2 separate regions of the Hordeum vulgare genome follow, and region 1 is linked to region 2. The links are chromatin contacts, called in public Hi-C maps. All regions are on one chromosome and are shown on one strand. Each heading gives the region's core, a stretch centred on a gene start, on an enhancer-like site or on the middle of the called end of the contact. The rest is flanking DNA. Distances are from core to core; before and after follow the strand shown. Region 1 holds the start of LOC123429832 (protein REPRESSOR OF SILENCING 3-like). Region 2 holds the start of LOC123425647 (remorin 4.1-like).

Evidence for each region. A called contact is a pair of places that touch in the nucleus more often than the background predicts.
Region 1: a contact with region 2 is called in a Hi-C map of leaf, with 8 times the contacts expected there. The contact joins the promoter of LOC123429832 here to the promoter of LOC123425647 in region 2. A contact is called at or near these places in 3 of 6 Hi-C or Micro-C datasets (all in leaf) and 1 of 1 datasets of contacts at active chromatin or transcription factors (embryo).

The regions. Positions count from the first base shown.
Region 1 is chr2H:157,203,145-157,209,386 of MorexV3_pseudomolecules_assembly, forward strand. LOC123429832 (protein REPRESSOR OF SILENCING 3-like) reads left to right here and starts at 4,232. Exons shown (of 3, transcript XM_045113814.1): 1 at 4,232-4,421; 2 at 4,615-4,848; 3 at 5,327-5,863. The coding sequence starts at 4,323. The coding sequence ends at 5,857.
Region 2 is chr2H:156,854,284-156,860,187 of MorexV3_pseudomolecules_assembly, forward strand. It overlaps LOC123425647 (remorin 4.1-like), which reads right to left and starts at 3,366. Exons shown (of 2, transcript XM_045109345.1): 1 at 2,465-3,366; 2 at 1,806-2,357. The coding sequence starts at 3,175. The coding sequence ends at 2,166.

The DNA of each region.
Region 1 (6,242 bases), core at 2,982-5,481, 350 kb after region 2:
TCGTCGTAAAGGGTTACGTCGATGCTAGCTCCGACACAGATCCAGATGACTCTAAGTCACAGACCGTATACGTATATGTGTTGAATGGTGGGGCAGTGAGCTGGTGTAGCAGCAAGCAAGAAGTCGTGGCAGCATCTACATGTGAAGCGGAGTACATAGCAGCTTCAGAAGCAGCTCATGAAGGAATTTGGATGAAGGAGCTCATCACCGACCTTGGAGTGGTTCCAAGTGCGTCGGGTCCAATGACACTCTTCTGTGATAACACTGGGGCCATTGCCATAGCCAAGGAGCCCAGGTTTCACCGGAAGACGAAGCACATCAAACGCCGCTACAACTCCATCCAGGACCATGTCCAGAGTGGAGTAATAGAGATTTGTAAAGTACATACGGATCTGAATGTTGCAGACCCGTTGACTAAACCTCTTCCACGAGCAAAACATGATCAACACCATAATGCTATGGGTGTTCGATACATCACAATGTAACTAGATTATTGACTCTAGTGCAAGTGGGAGACTCTTGGAAATATGCCCTAGAGGCAATAATAAAATGGTTATTATCATATTTCCTTGTTCATGATAATCGTCTATTGTTCATGCTATAATTGTATTAACAGGAAACGGTAATACATGTGTGAATGAATAGATCACAATGTGTCCCTAGCAAGCCTCTAGTTGGCTAGCTAGTTGATCAATAGATGATCATGGTTTCCTGATCGTGGGCATTAGATGTCATTTATAACGGGATCACATCATTGGGAGAATGATGTGATGGACGAGACCCAATCCTAAGCATAACACTAGATCGTATTGTTCGTATGCTAAAGCTTTTCTAATGTCAAGTGTCTTTTCCTTCGACGGTGAGATTGTGCAACTCTCGGATACCGTAGGAGTGCTTTGGCTGTATCAAATGTCACAACATAACTGGGTGACTATAAAGGTGCACTACGGGTACCTCTGAAAGTGTCTGTTGGGTTGGTACGAATCGAGATCGGGATTTGTCACTCTGCGTGGCGGAGAGGTATCTCTGGGCCCACTCGGTAGAACATCATCATGAGCTCAATGTGACTAAGGAGTTAGTCACACGATGACGTGCTACGGAACGAGTAAAGAGACTTACCGGTAACGAGATTGAACAAGGTATAGGTATACCGACGATCGAATCTCGGGCAAGTTCTATACCGACAGACAAAGGGAATTGTATACGGGATTGATTGAATCCTTGACATCGTGGTTCATCTGATGAGATCATCGTGGAGCAAGTGGGAGCCACCACGGGTATCCAGACCCTGCTGATGGTTATTGGCCGGAGAGGTGTCTCGGTCATGTCTGCCTGTCTCCCGAACCCGTAGGGTCTACACACTTAAGGTTCGATGACGCTAGGGTTATAGGGAATTGTTATACGAGGTTATCGAAAGTTGTTCGGAGTCCCGGATGAGATCCCGGACGTCACGAGGATCTCCGGATTGTTCCGGAGGTAAAGATTGATATATAGGACGGATGGTTTTGGACACGGAAGTGTTTCGGGCGTCGCTGGTAACGTACCGGGACCACCGAAAGTGGCCCCGGGGGTCCACCGGAAGGGGGCCACCACCCCGGGAGGCTAGATGGGCCAAGTGCGGGAGGGAACCAGCCCCTAGGTGGGCTGGTGGGCCCCCCACACTCATCCCATGGCGCAAGAAGAGGGGAGAGAGGGGGAAACCCTATCGCAGGTGGGCCTAAGGCCCACCAGAAGGGTGCGCCACCCCTCCTCCCCTCGTGGCCGCCGCACCTCCTCCCATCTAGGGTTGTCGCCCCTCCCAGGAGAGGGAAACCCTCAAGGGGGCGCATCCCCTCCCTCCCCCTATATATAGTGGGCACTTTGGGCTGCTGGAGACATCAATCTCCACCTCCCTCGGCGCAACCCTGCCCCCCTTCTTCCTCCTCTCCCACGGTGCTTGGCGAAGCCCTGCCGGGAGACCTCGTCTCTCCATCGACACCACGTTGTCGTGCTGCCGGAGATGTTCCCCAACCTCTCCCTCCTCCTTGCTGGATCAAGGTGCGGGAGACGTCACCGGGCTGCACGTGTGTTGAACGCGGAGGTGTCGTGGTTCGGCACTAGATCGGAATCACACCGTGATCTGAATCGCCGCGAGTACGACTCCATCAACCGCGTTCTAGCAACGCTTCCGCTTAACGATCTTCAAAGGTATGAAGATGCACTCACCCCTCTCTCGTTGCTGGTCTCTTCATAGGAAGATCTGAATATGCGTAGGATTTTTTTTGAATTTATGCTACGTTACCCAACAGGCGCAACACCGCAGCAGGAGCAAGCCTACCTCGAGCACTGGAGGTCGGTGCACCTGCAGGCGGAGCGTGCCGAAGGCGTGCGGCTCATGGAGCTGGAGAAGAAGGAGGAGGAGGAGCGACGGAAGGCGGAGGAGGAGGAGCGTGCTCGTGCTGCTGCGCTCCCATCGCAACCATCACAACCCGCGTGGGCGGGGCAGACGACGGAGGCGCAGGCAGCTGCGCTCTGGAACTCGGCGTTCCCCTGGGCCGGCCCTACGCCAATGCTGGTCGACCTCACCGGCCCTGACGACGACGATGACGACGCCTAGGGCTGCATGGACGCAGTTTTAGTTTTTTTATATTTAATGTAATGCGGACGCGGCGCGTGGACTATCGAAGACCTTCGTGGTCGGTTTTTAATGTTTAATTATGCATCATGTTTTTTTTTGCCGGCAAAAAATGAGTTCGACCATCGTTGGATGCACGAGCCGACCCATTTACGGAAACGGACGTTCATGTCCGCGTGGCCGACCCAAACGAAAAAAAATGAACGAAATTGCTGTCTGTTTGGGTCGGTCTATTGGAGTTGCCCTTATTTATTTTGGAACGAAAAAAGTACATAGTTACTCACTTTATCAGAACGTACGCAAACTGAGTGTGCTGCAAAAATCATCCTGGCGGCTCCAAACCTGTCGGCAGACGCATCAGATTAGACCACTGCAAATACGGCCGGGGAGAAAACACACACGAATGAAAAAAGAAAGATCAATCACTAAAAACGTTTTCTCCCGATAGCAGCGGCAGCATTGTAGCACTAACTTTTGTCCTACGCCGTGATACGATAGACGCGGTAGCCCTGTAGATGCTACCCCAATCCCATATGATAAAGACAACAATAACGTGTCTGTACCCGACACGAGCCGCATCGTTCAGAGCATAAAGAGAAGATCATCTAAAGAGAGCAAGGAAACAACCGAGGCGAGGCCAGAAAAAGGCAACCCCGATAGCTGCTGCTCGGCGACCGGGCGCAACCCCGCCCCAGCGCCTGAAAAGAATCCCCGGACGGCGCGGCCTTTCCCGGCACGAAGCTTCATTCTCCGGCACGGTGCATGCGTTGCACCGGCCGCGGAACTGGAACCATCCAAAGCGAAACGAAAGCGACCCTGGAAGCTCAATCTCGCGAGCGTCGGGGTATGAGACGACACGGGCTGGCCTCGACGTGAACTCTCCTCCTGTGGTCGGTCCCCAACCTGCCGCTTTCGCCCGTCGCGTTGCGCCTGGCCGTTTGCACTTTGCTCTCGGACCGGGGCAAAATTGACGCATTTGAAAAAAAAAATCACGCACCTTATCTTTTTGTATGTCGTCCAATAATCAGACGTCACATTAGGTTTCGAACACCACACAACATAATATCGAACGTCATACAATGTAATCTTTCCTAATAATAAAACGCGGAGCGCTTCTGTCGTCCGTCGTCGGCACTTTTGCATAAAAGCCCTCCTCTTCCGGGTATTCAACCCGTGGTCCTTCTGTAATTGGGAGAAAACGATTCGTTTTAAAAAAAACCTCCCTGAGCAGCGTCACTCCGACGCATCTCGTCGGCTGCGCGGCAGAGTCCGCCCCTCCTCCTCCTCCTCCTACCCCCTACCCGGCTCCCCACTTCTCCTCCTCCCCTCGTCGCACGGATCCGTCGGCGGAGGGGTCACTGGCGCGCCGGCGGCTCGACTTCGAGGGGGATCTACTTTGAACGGGGTCAACGGCCCAGGAGTCACGCCGGACGAGGCGTGACGACGGGCGTTGCGTGCAGCGGGCGTAAGTGAGGCGAGGGACAACGACGCCTCAGATCCACAATCCAAAATCCTCCATATCACTCCAGATCGAGGCAGGTCAGCGAGCGTGCGGCAAGTGGCTCTCTCGCTCGATCCGATCGAGCGTGTCTGCACAAGGTGGCCACGGCGCATGGGCTGGATGCGGGGAACGACGGCAGCATCCGGATCCAGGTGAGTGGTGGTGGGACCGGCGTCTGGGTTCTTCGGAAGGGTTGGGGACGGGTGGATGGGATGGGATCCATTCTTCCGTTTCTCGCGCAGCAGCTTCGCCTACGTCGACTTCCAATGCCCCTCCCACAAGGCCCTGGCCAAGCTCTTCTCCACCGTAAGCATCCACCACCCCATCCAACCAACCATCTTTGTTAATAGTAGCAGATTGGGGCTTGTTGATTCTATCCGTTCGTCCAAATTAGCGCCTTTAGTGGAGATGAACGAGATTTTGGCCCTCCAATAGCTGTTTGTTGTCTGGTTTTGCGGCTGCACAGAGGATTTCTGATACGATGTTGATCTGCGTGTAGTACAATGGGTGCAAATGGAAAGGAGGGAAGCTTAAACTTGAGAAGGCCAAGGAGCACTACCTCGTCCGACTGAAGCGAGAATTGGAGCAGGAAGCCGCGGCGGCGGCGGCAGCTGCTCAAGAAATGCCTGCGAAAGATGATATGGACAAGCAGGAGGAGAAGGAGAAGCGGAAGCTGGAGAAGCATGCTCTGGAAACTTCAAAGGTTAACATCTACTTCCCGAGATTGAGGAAGGTGAGTTGTCTCTTTGTGTTGCATACTTCTTTGGTTTGACTATTTTAGTGAATCTTTCAAATCGTGCATTCTGTAGTTTCTTTAATTCGTGCAAGACTGCAAATAGTTATGACTATGCAAGTAGCAGTATGCCATTCCTCGTGATAATTAATAGCATGATCATGACACCGTACTTGCTTTTTTCATAAGGCTGACCTGATGCCTGAATCATGTTCATTTTAACGGAATATGAGCCAAACTAAGCTGGTGTAATTGCTAAGATCAGATTTTGAATAAGAAATAGCAATTCAGTATGAAGTCATCTTTAGATATTAGGTAAACATCTTGTTTTGTAACTGTGGTTATGACAAAAGAGAGTAGTGTATCATGCTGTATATTGATCAAAATAGCAGTTGTGCATTTCCTACTGAAATGATTATCTAATATGTCAATTATTACATTGACATGTGTTCTCCTAACCAAGGATCTGTTTTTACAGCTGAAACCTTTGCCCTTTAAAGGCAGTGGAAAGCACAAATACAGTTTCAGAAATATTGAAATCCCTTCCTACCCTCATTTCTGCGATTGTGAGGAGCACTGTGGACCTCCTGAGAAAGCCAATGAAGAATATGTTGTTGTTCTTAATCGTGTTGCGTTTCACAAGGAGCGCAACATCATGAATTATGTGATGAGTAAGCTCTTTGAGAAGGAAACTGAGCAAATCAATTCGTCGGAAGTGCAGAAAGGAGATGCTCAGACAGACCCCTCTGATGCTGAGGCAAAACCCTCTAATACTGAGACAGAACCCTCTGATTCCGACAATGATTTGCGAATTAAAGAAACAACAGAAAGTCCTAAAGAAGATTTGGATGATCTCCAAATGGAAGAAACAGATGATCCTTCCGAAGAAGAATTGGATGATGACCTTGTGATCAATATTGCTCCTCGTAAGGCCAATAACTCAGCTGTCCAGTTAAACAGGGCAAACCAAGCAGTGAATAAGGTATGCGTATTGCAGTTACTTGCCTGAATAATTTTCCTGTGATGCACTCATAGTGTTCTTCCTCAACTGTTGGTCGTAAGCCACTTCTCATAAAAGATACAAAAAGTAGTTTATAAAGGGACTCCACAATTTTCTGAATCATGCATGGCAATATCACATCTTTGTATGTCTATGTACCAATTCACTGATTGCAACGATCTTTCCTACAAAAATAAGGCCATTTTAAAAGCATTGTATTTCATTTTACAGATTGCATAGCTTCTTCATGATGATTTTAACATCTGTAATTTTATTCACATTCCACAGATGCAGAATAATCATTAGGCTTTTCATCCCGGGGGAATCAGGGAAGTGCTCCCTATGACGCTGCAAGTTGTTATCATTTCATTTACCCCTTTTGGAGAGAAAAAAA
Region 2 (5,904 bases), core at 2,116-4,615:
GCCATGCGACGTGAGCAAACAGGAGAACAGGCTCACATTGTCTACACATGTGAGCTTGCTGGTTGCCCCCACCGTGTTTTTTTTCTCTCTCTCTCTCTCTTTGTTTTTTTGAGAAGTTTTTCTCTCTATAGTCTACTCCTCCTAGAGAGAGAGGAAGATGCATGCATGCACATGGGCTACTCCTGATCATGGGCCGTCCGCCCCACTACAAAGGCAGCGACATTTAATTACAAGACGGAGGCCCACTTCCTGGCCATGCCTACCAATAGAGTGTCCAGGTGCAAGGGATCCGTGGGATTCGTATCCTCCCTCTTTGAACAAGCGCACGGAATTATTCAGGTATTGTCTGAGCCAGCATTGGCGCTTGGCCGTTTTGTTGTCCACGTTGGTTGTATGCAATGCAACAACAACAAAGATGCATACCTGTGCTGCATTCACATGCATAGGCACGCTGTTCCTATCAACGTAAATCTTGATAATTCTTTGATTCGCAGAGATTTTGGTAATTGAAATTTCCGTGGAATCAGTATAAAATAAGTACACCTTCTGTAAATAAATACAAAAACGTTTATATTATATTATTTTAATGATTTAAATGCTTTTGTATTTTTTTATGAAGGAAGTATATGTGAAAGTGGCGACTACCATTAACCATCCCCCACCCTTAAGGCTAGTCATAGTGGAAAGTATCATATAGCAGTATCATGCATATGATACTATTGTATGATACTATCTTTATAATGCATGGTATCATAAACTAGTATCATAGATGACCTCATTTATTGACATGCATGACACATAGTAGCATAACATTTAACATGTTATGGTATCTATCTATGTTACTCTAACCCACTTTTTTTTTTTAATAATTTGCCACATCAGTATGTTTGCTAGTTTCAAGTATATGTTACCACCTAAGTTACTTCTATTATGGCCAGCCTAAAAAGTCATTGTAAATATGGATTCCTTTGTTATAACAGATACTCCCTTCGTCCGGCAATAGAAGGGCGTTGTAGTATAAAATAGTTCTTACAATATGGGATGTAGGGAGTACTTCTGAATGCAGTACACAAGAATGGTCCATTCCACTCCCACGTCAATATGAAGAGCACAAGTCACTCTCAGTTGAGGATACGTAACTGCTATGTTAGTCGAGCTTGAGTTAAGGCTGTGCTAATTTGGAACAACATCAAACTACACGGACCTACGCATAAAAATAGCTTCCAATCTACAATTGAGGCCCTGTTTGGATTATCGTTTTCATTCCAAATACATGTGTAAAAAAATACATGTCTCTGTCCGTCGTTTTCATTTTCGTCTGGAAACAGCTCTTGATGTAAGTTACATGTGTAAATAAAATACACTCGTATTGATTTACACCGCATCCAGCACGGCCTGAGTGAGCAGGACTAGCCTCATCTCAGTCAGGACTGTAATCCCCGTATCGCCGGAGAACTGAGCAATCTCATCAATCAAAACTGTTCATAGTGAAGCCGGTAGGTGGCTTGCGTGTCATCATCAAGGCAGAAAGCTCATAGAGTTTTTAGTAGTACTTCAGTTCCAAATTACTGATTGTTTGACTACCTTGAGTAGATCTTCAGAAGTCAAAACAAAAGCAACTCTTCGTCAGTACACTGGGCCTCCAAGGTTTTTCATGTCAAAGTGTTGTTAGTTGAGCATTGAAGAAACCATAAAAGAAGCAGGATAATGCGTTTGGGGACAGAGAAAGAACTGGAATAAATGACACGGATGAATAATAATACAGTAGAAATCAAGAAACTGGTGATTCAGAAGGCTTGCAGACGTGCACAGAAACAGTAATTTACTGCATATCTTGTTCATATTGACACACACACACACACACACACAATACCGTCGATTGGAAGGAGAAACAGAAACAAAATACAGGCAGCTCTCGCACTTGGACTCGGCAGGCAGAGCACACCCTTGCATTCTTATGCTATGTACTCCATGTCAAACACGAGAAATGAAGAAGAAAGAAAGAGGGAAGGGAACGATGACACACCATACATGTGGATACAACACTAAAACGAGAGTTCCACACAGCAGAGCAGCGAGCACAGGAGGAGTCCTGCGGAGCGAAGCGGTGAAGGATCCGGCGACGGCGAGTAAGAGGCGAAATAATGGCGGCAGGGCATGGCAGCTCAGAAGAAGGAGCGCTTGGTGGGCGCCCTCCCGACGGCCCTCATGAAGTTGGCGAGCTCCAGCACGCGCGCCACCTTGGTGCCCCTCTTGGCCTCCGCCGACGCGCGCTTGTCCTCCGCCTTCCGCCGGGCCCTGGCCACCTCGTTCTGCGCCTTCTCCATCGCCTTGGCCCGCTTCTCCTCCAGCTTCCTCTGCACGCAGGCATCACACGGTCGTCAGAGCTCATTCATTTCAGAGCATGGCGATGGTGTGGTGTGGATTGATCGTTGATGGAGAAGATTATCGGAGATGTGCGTACCTCGTACTTGTTGAGCCATGCGCTGGCCTTCTCCACCTGGTCGCCCTCCCACCCGTTGATGACCACCTCCTCGCGCTTGAAGCGGTTGTTGACCTTGGCGACCTCGGCGATCTGCCACGCGGCGATCTTGGTCTCCACCTCGTCCTTCTTCACCTGCCCCACTGACACCTCGTCGCCCTGTCCCTGGCCGGCACTCGGCACCACCACCTCGCCGCCGGTCACCGGGCGCGGCGTCATCCCCCGGCGCGGCGACGGGATGGGGTTGCTGTCCGGCACGATGGCGAGCGGGTTCGTCTCCTCCAGCTCCTCCTCGCCGATCCTCCCCAGTGCGTCCTCGTTCGCCACGCTCTCCCCGTGGCCTGCTGCCGCGGAGGACGAGGCGTTAGCGCTGGCTGCTGCGGCGACCATGGCCGAGAACTCCCTGCTCATAGTAGGGAAGAGCTCGCTGGGGGCGGTGTCGCTCCCGACGGAGCGGATCGACGTGTGTCTGCTCCCCCCTGCTCCCGCCGCTGACCCCCACGAGTCCCTGCTGCCCGGCCGGCTCCGGCGGTACAGGCTCAGCGCGCGCGGCGGGCTCAGCGCGTGGATGTCCCTGAACTCTGGCTCCTCCTCCTCTCCCTCCTCGATCGGCCGACGCTGGTGCTGCTGCTCGACGCCGCGGATGATGCTGCTGCTGCTGCTGCCACTAACCGCCGTTTGTCCACTCAACATGTGGCACCTCACCTCCGGCCTACCTGATCGTACCAACCTCCGCCGCTAATGCGCTAAGCCACTACTGGCGCACAAGAAACCATCTGCGATTAATTTGAGTTGAGTTGGAGCTCAGCTGAAGCTGGAGGCGCGATGGAGCTGAGCGGTGCCGGTGCGGTCTGTGGTGCCGGTGCGGTGGTGAGTAGGATGGTGGCGCAAGGAGCCTTCTTAAATAGAGGCCAGGTTGTGGCAGTGGAGGCGCCCACCAATGGAGGGCGAGGATTAGAGAGTGAGAGGAAAGAAATGGGGATATTTTCCTATTTCTGTTTCTATATATTTCCTGCTCCTTTTGGTGCTGCTTCGTCGCGCTTTCTTATTCCGGAGATTATGTTTGTTTTCTGGGAGCGCATGCAAGGGTCGCGTGGGCAAAGTGCGCTGACTCACACCTATCATATTTCGGTTCCACCATGCATCATGGTCTTCGCCTCCCTTAATAACAACACATATGCTTTTTTTTTTCTACCAGATGATTTTTATTGTTGCTACCTCTTTGCACTCTCGAGCAGGAGAGAGCCACACACCCCGAACCCCTCTAGGGCTTCCTCCCGCCTCCCACCCGTCGCCGTCAGCCTTCTCCTCGCCGCGGTCATCGACCGCCAGTCGCGCCTTTTTGATCCCCGCCCCGAGCCCCCCAACCTCCTCCCGTTCCCGCCCTAGCGTCGCCTCCCTGGGAGGCGATCGGGGCGATGCACTTCACCCTCCTCGTCGCCCCTCCTCCCTCCTTTCGCAGTCGTCGTCGGAAGGCGCCCCCGGCCCTGGGTCGGGTGGGATCGACGACGATGGGACCTCCCGTCCCCCTGCACACGTCTTCCCTTCCCGGGGCAGGGCGGCGTTGGTGTTCCTCGGCTTGGCGGCGGCGCGGCGGACCCACGACGGTGGTCGGCGGCGCGCGAGGTGGTGGCGTGGACCCTTGGCGGTGTGACGACGTGGTGGTGCAGGGTGGCCGACGACGCGCCCCCGGTCCAGATTTGGCCCGGTGGGCCCCATCTGGGTCCTGGCAGGCTGACCCCTGCGTGGCTTCGTTGTCTTCGTTGGAATTATGCCCTAGAGGCAAAAATAAATATAGTTATTATTATAATTCCTGTATCAAGATAATCGTTTATTATCCATGCTATAATTGTATTGAATGAAGACTCATTTACATGTGTGGATACATAGACAAAACACCGTCCCTAGCAAGCCTCTAGTTGGCTAGCCGGTTGATCAAAGATAGTCAGTCTTCTGATTATGAACAAGGTGTTGTTGCTTGATAACTGGATCACGTCATTAGGAGAATCACGTGATGGAATAGACCCAAACTAATAGACGTAGCATGTTGATCGTGTCATTTTGTTGCTACTGTTTTCTGCGTGTCAAGTATTTATTCCTATGACCATGAGATCATATAACTCACTGACACCGGAGGAATGCTTTGTGTGTATCAAACGTCGCAACGTAACTGGGTGACTATAAAGATGCTCTACAGGTATCTCCGAAGGTGTTAGTTGAGTTAGTATGGATCAAGACTGGGATTTGTCACTCCGTGTGACGGAGAGGTATCTCGGGGCCCACTCGGTAATACAACATCACACACAAGCCTTGCAAGCAATGTGACTTAGTGTAAGTTGCGGGATCTTGTATTACGGAACGAGTAAAGAGACTTGCCGGTAAACGAGATTGAAATAGGTATGCGGATACTGACGATCGAATCTCGGGCAAGTAACATACCGAAGGACAAAGGGAATGACATACGGGATTATATGAATCCTTGGCACTGAGGTTCAAACGATAAGATCTTCGTAGAATATGTAGGATCCAATATGGGCATCCAGGTCCCGCTATTGGATATTAACCGAGGAGTCTCTCGGGTCATGTCTACATAGTTCTCGAACCCGCAGGGTCTGCACACTTAAGGTTCGACGTTGTTTTATGTGTATTTGAGTTATATGGTTGGTTACCGAATGTTGTTCGGAGTCCCGGATGAGATCACGGACGTCACGAGGGTTTCCGGAATGGTCCGGAAACGAAGATTGATATATAGGATGACCTAATTTGATTACCGGAAGGTTTTCGGAGTTACCGGGAATGTACCGGGAATGACGAATGGGTTCCGGTAGTTCACCGGGGGGGGGGGGGGCAACCCACCCCGGGGAAGCCCATAGGCCTTGAGGTGTCACACCAGCCCTTAGTGGGCTGGTGGGACAGCCCAAAATGGCCCTATGCGCCTAGGGAAGAAAATCAAAGAGAAAAGAAAAAAAAAGGGGAGGTGGGAAGGGAAGGAAGGACTCCCACCCACCAAACCAAGTCCAACTCGGTTTGGGGGGGCGAGCCTTCCCCCTTGGACTCGGCCGACCCCCTTGGGGCTCCTTGAGCCCCAAGGCAAGGTCCCCTCCCTCCCACCTATATATACGGAGGTTTTAGGGCTGATTTGAGACGACTTCTCCACGGCAGCCCGACCACATACCTCCACGGTTTTTCCTTTAGATCGCGTTTCTGCGGAGCTCGGGCGGAGCCCTGCTGAGACAAGGTCATCACCAACCTCCGGAGCGCCGTCACGCTGCCGGAGAACTCTTCTACCTCTCCGTCTCTCTTGCTGGATCAAGAAGGCCGAGATCATCGTCGAGCTGTACGTGTGCTGAACGCGGAGGTGCCGTCCGTTCGGTACTAGATCGTGGGACTGATCACGGGATTGTTCGCGGGGCGGATCGAGG